Regions from separate parts of the Drosophila melanogaster genome. Here region 2 is linked to region 1. A link is a contact called in public Hi-C data. All regions are on one chromosome and are shown on one strand. The core of a region is the stretch at or near the end of the contact, and the rest is flanking DNA. Distances in the headings are between cores, read along the strand shown. Region 1 holds the start of Atx2 (Ataxin-2). Region 2 holds the start of pxb (pxb,).

The links. Hi-C and Micro-C count contacts between places; a contact is called where the count stands out from the background.
Region 2: a Hi-C map of the Kc167 cell line shows a contact between it and region 1, with 4 times the contacts expected there. A contact is called at or near these places in 2 of 107 Hi-C or Micro-C datasets (the Kc167 cell line and the S2 cell line) and 1 of 7 datasets of targeted methods (the Kc167 cell line).

The regions. Positions count from the first base shown.
Region 1 is chr3R:15,407,837-15,410,777 of dm6, forward strand. It overlaps Atx2 (Ataxin-2), which reads left to right and starts at 1,615. Exons shown (of 5, transcript NM_169658.3): 1 at 1,615-1,698.
Region 2 is chr3R:15,664,742-15,667,599 of dm6, forward strand. It overlaps pxb (pxb,), which reads left to right and starts at 1,442. Exons shown (of 5, transcript NM_001275680.1): 1 at 1,442-1,845.

The sequences.
Region 1 (2,941 bases), core at 365-2,864:
AAGTATCTTAGTAGCGAGTTATTAAATCTCAGGCTGGGAATTTCACTAGGTGCTAACGATTCTATCAGGCGTTACAAAGACGGTCCGCCTGGCGTGTGGACCGGACAGATTTACGGCTTATGTGTATGGCGACCCTGTTGGGCTGTAAACCAGATAGCATCGTAATTAGTATTATATCTCATGATGGAGAGGAGATACAAACGACATAGGTCGGCGAAGAGTGGATTTGCGGTTGACTTTGAAATGATTAAGCGGCGGCAGCTTTCTCGGAAAAAGGAATTTCTTGACATACAAGGTCGTCGTCTGTGGCCGCCTATCTTGACATTCGGTAAACATGCGGATGTTTTCCACCTACTGGGACACAGACGATAGCTCCGGGCTATTAATAGATTCGCCTGTATTTGTGATCTAGATTTGGAGCAAATATTTGCTTAATACCGCTGCGATTGAATACAAACCATAAGCAGTTCAAATTGCGCGCCCAAACGACTGTGTGCAACACTGTTTTTGAGCAGGCGATAGCCCGGGAGCAATCGATAGGCAAACACCGTCTGGCGCTGTCAAATCGAGTGCGCAGGCGATAACCATTCGATACCGAACACTGTGGCTGCACATACGCACCCCCGTTCAGATTGAAGTTAATAAATTAGCAAAATAGTCTTTCGACGCAACAAAATTCGCCGTTTACCACTACCGCCGCCCAGTCGCTGCAGCTCGTCGTGCCGTTCCGTTGTTGCATTTCCACTATTTTTTTTCACCGATTTGCCAAATACGCCGTCGATGTGCGCTAGGGATGTGCAAAAAAGTATCGACTGCGGAAAGCAACTCGTCAAGCAACCTTGCTCGTTATCGCTACAGTACGCAGGGAAAAAATAAAATTAGCAACAAAAGCGTTTATAGCAGCCAAGTTACAGTGCTAGACGGCGCCGAAATATCACATCTTGGCTAGAACACGCCTCGCCCGCCCATCCGCGACCATCGCATCAGGATCCTCCGATCGGAAAGTTGGTAAATCCGGGGGAAAATCGGCCGAAGCAAAAAGTAGCAGCCGAAGCAAGAGAGCAGCAGCAGCAGTAGTAAGAAGCACAGCAGAAACGGGCGAAAGAGGAAACAGAAGAGAAAAGAAGCAAAAACGCCAGGTTTGAACGACTGCTGAAAAGTGTCCTGGTGGTCAATTGGTACTCGGACTGCTCCTTCTGGCCTCCCGGCAATCGGACACAAACCGACCACATCGGCGGTTGGCAATTGGCAGTTGGCAATTGGCGATCCACATCCAATCGACGTTATTATGAACAACAATAGCAAGCGGAAAACCCGACCCACTGGCGGCGGTGCCAGCGGCGGCATCTCAAGGTAAGAAGAAGCAGCTTTGACCAGCACCACCAGCACCCAGCTGCACTGGCAAAAACCAGGGGCGATAGCGCAGGGGCGTCATTTGAGCAGGGTGCTTCAGGTGAGCCGAGCACGCAGAGGTACCAGAGTCAGCAGAGTGCCATGCCACACAACAAAGGGGGGCACAAACGCACACCACTGCATTTGGGGCTGGTTTGTTTTTGCCTTTTGCTTTTTGCCTTTGCTTTTTGCCGTCGCAGTTTGCAGTTCGCCGTTGCCCTGACAAATTGAAAACCCGCGACAACCGAAAGCGCCACAAAGAGCTCTTTTCTCTCCCGGTCCGGTTGACTAAAAAAAAATTAAAAGGTGAAAGCGCGTCTCGTGTCGTCTTTTTTCACATTATTATTTTTTTTCTTAATCTCGTGAATGCTACCTACTACTGCATCATCTCATGGAAAACCATTCTTAAGCTTTTTTTTTGTTGGTTTTTTGGAATGCAAATGGCGCTTATATAATAGGCCATCGCGAGCCCTGTGTGTCTGTGTGTGCGAGTGAGTGCAAGCATGTGTGTGTGTGTTTGTGTTTCAAGAATCGAACTTTATGCTTTGTTTACATTTCCCTTTCACAATGGCCAAATGTGTGTAGAGAACATAATTTGTTTAAAGGTTTCCGTTTTGTCGCACCAACGAGTCGCATTGCCACCCCCGTGAGAGGGTGCTCCATAGCCCCCAACACCCATTCCCCACCCCTGTCCTCCTGCTGCTGCGCCCTTAAAATTTTCAATTGAAATATGACTGCAGCGCACACAGGCACAGCCACAAACGCAGCCACACAACAACATTCACATCCGCATTCGGACACAGTGCGGCGCATAAGTATCGGCACGTCCGCCAGTTTTATCAATTTATCTGTGAAAAACTGTGCAGATATGTATTTAAGAAATAGTTGAGAAACAAATCATATAAATATAAATACATATAAATACCAAAAAAAATGGTCAAAAAATCATTCATAATGCAAGTTTGCAGGCGTAAAGATAGTAGTGGTCTCTTCAATAACTCAACCCTATTTGTATAATGTAATTAGGATTGTGATTTATCACAGAATAAATAAATCAGTTATGGAAAGAACCAAATAGCAAGTGTTCCCAAAATTGCATTGTAATGGAGTAGAAATGTGTCAGTATTGTGAATCACTATGACTAAGCACTTTAAAATATTTTCACATTTTTTAAAGTAACATTCGGTGATTACTAACGAATGTTAATAAATGTGAAGACTATCGTTGAAATCATACAAATCATAGCCTGTACTGGATTGCTGAAGAGGTATCACTGTAGTGGCCACTCACTTTGGCCTTATCATACGAGTCTTCCTCGTCCAGTCATATTTATGCCGCAAACGGTTTGAAATGCGTGTTCATTATTCATTGTGTACGGCATCAACACAATACCACATCACAACCTCAAGCTTGTGGGCACAGTGGGCCTGGGATGGCGCTCAGGGCGAATCAGGCCCACTGTGCGGCCCGTGCCCGTAGTGCCCACGGTGATGCATGGCACACTCGCTCACGTATCACGTAGTGCATTATATTTTTTTTTTTTACTCTC
Region 2 (2,858 bases), core at 192-2,691, 260 kb after region 1:
CTGGGGCCAAAGTGGCGCAGAAGGTGAAAGTATAACGATAAACGTAAACAGTAAGTGGAGGTGCGAAAAAAATGCGTAAACACAAATCGCATTGCAACAAAAAAAGAGTGTGCACCAATCAGCAACATGTTGCTAAGACACCAGCAACTTCTACGGCAATTGAGCGAGAGAGAGAGAGAGTGAGCGCGAGAGAGACCGAGTTCATTTTCGAAGTTCAACTTCGAAAGAGAGTACTTCTTGGGTGATATGAGAAATAACATTGAATTTTCATGCCGGCTGGTGTTGTTGTTATTGCACTTTTACATGCAGCTGAAAAACAGCAACAAAGAAGAAAAAACCAGGAAAATGCTGAAATCGCTGCCTCCCCCTGTTTTCGCCACCACTCCCATCAGACATTGACCTTGATAGTGGTCGTTGTTTTTGTTGCTCTTCTTCACTTGATTGAACGACAAAAAGTTGTTATTTTTGCTTACCGGTAAAAAAAATGGTAATCGATATGATGAAGTATAATTTAGTTTTATTGGGACATTTTCGAATGATACATTTTTAATGGACAGGTGCAGAAATTGATACACTTAGATGAGTAATTTAATGAGCTTATTATTTAAAAAACTAATTGCTAAATCTGTTTTCAAAAATCAGTCATACTTATTATCGCTCGACTGTCTTTAAATCTGCTTTAAGTTTTTATGTGTTTAATAAAAAAAGAAATTAATCCCCAAGCTTAAGCAACATGAGAAATGTTGAGTTACCATTTCAACATTATGTGTTCATATTTTTACAATGGGCTTGGCTTTTCTCAAATATGATTATGATGTTTATCATGTTATTGACTGTCACAATATCACAGCCAAGGAACTACCTATGTTTTCCTGAAACTTTCCATAAATCGTCTTAATGGGCTCGGTAGATAAATAAAACGAGAACAAATAGCAAATACATACAAGTTTTTGGGTGACACTCAAATATAATTGGAATTGATTAGGAATTAAAATAATACTTTTCAACGGTTGCTAAACTACATGATTGTACATCTTTTGGGATATGTACATAAGAGTTCAACGGCATACGATTTTAAATGCAAGGTAAACAAATCGTAAACATTCTTTGGTTGGAAAAGACAGAGCTAGGTGTGCACTTTTAAATAAAAATGTGCCAAGCAATATTTAAAGTAAATTTTTTTATGATTTTATTTGTACTTTCGCCAGCAACATGGACAATTTTCCAGCGCCAGCGAATGTCAACTGCAACGAAAATGTGCGAAAATGCCGATTAGAACGAGCCCGAATGAGTTCATCCTCTCTCTCGGGAAGTTCATTTCCCCGAACTCTCTCTCTGGATTCGGCAGCGGCAACCGATGTCGATGTTGCTGTCGTGTTGTTGCCGCTGCACATGTTGCAGATGTAGCTGCCGTCGTCAGTCGCTCGAAACGAATTTGGAATTCAGTTTTTGACTCGACGTCGCAGGAAACGGACGTGAGTGTCTCGCATGTTGCCACAATAATCGAAAAGAAAACTCTGAACGGAATACGAGACTTTTTTCAAGATATGTGAATCACTAGTGGATTACTGAAAACGAAAATAAATACCAACGAAAATATTTACCACAAATCCCAAGCAAACGATACGCGCGTCGTGCAAACTAATAATAATAAATCAAATACCACAAATATTCTGTGTTGAGTGATACTCGAAAAGTTGTCAAAAATCAAAGCGAAATTCGCAAGCAATACATTGGATTAACAATTGGCTCGAAACCGATTTGATTAGCTAGCAAAAGACAAGCAGAAACAGTTTATCAAACCACTTGACAAATATCCGTTGGACTATAAAAGCAGAAAAGCGGGTAAGTGGGCAGGGAAATGGAAAATGAAAAATCAAACCTGGATATGCCGCTGAGAAATTGAAAACTTTTACGCACCGGATTAGTTGGCGATTTTGGGTTGAGCTTCTGTAGGCGAGTGACAATCTTCTTAGCAAAGATCAACGGAATTTCCCTTTGATTTGGGAATTACAACATTAAAGTATGTTTTAAAGTTGAGTTTTCTAATCTTCAGAGTGCAGTGCTTACTAATTGAAACGAACTGAAAAAAGGCATTCCAGCGGAGTGAGGCCGTAAAAAACGAGATTTATAGGAGGAAGTTGGGGAATTATTCAAATAAGCAAGTGAAGGATTATATCCGATTCCAAACAAAATTCCCCGAAAGTGTGCGTTGTGTCTATCGAACAGATATGTTTATCCATATAAAGTTACGCCCGAGTGATGAGTGATTTTTGTGGAAACAGCAGATAGCTGTGCAGCTATCTGCTATCAAGCCATAAAGCACAGAACTCTTGTGGCGACCCATGCGGCTCCATCAGAATGTAAACAAATCATCTCTGGGTTTCGCTGGAGCTGCGGCTTCTTCCCTTCTTCAAAGCGTAGAAACCGCCAAAGAGACGAGAAAATAAAGAGAAGAAAAGACTGCGAGGGACCTTTAATTATAACCAAATACTAGTTGAGGCGACACCTTTGTTTACCTGCATTTTCGAGCGCTGTGTTTTTCCATTCTGTAAATTTGTTTAAATTATTAGCAAACGCGCAACAAGTGCAGCCAGTCGAAGTTCATTATTTTCCCCAATTCTTTGGCGTGTAAATCCTTTGGTAAATAAGTAAAGTATACCCCGCCTGTCGTCGGCGCAACTCATAAATTCACGCAAAATAAAATTTATGCTTATGGCTGGAGCTGGGGAAGTCGGACAAGAAGATGTACGAAGGATCGCGATAAGATCTGGTCTTAAATGAGTTGTTAAACGGGAATCGTGGTCGCCATGGATATAAATAATAATAACAACTCAATCTGGAGTGGCGTGGGTAGC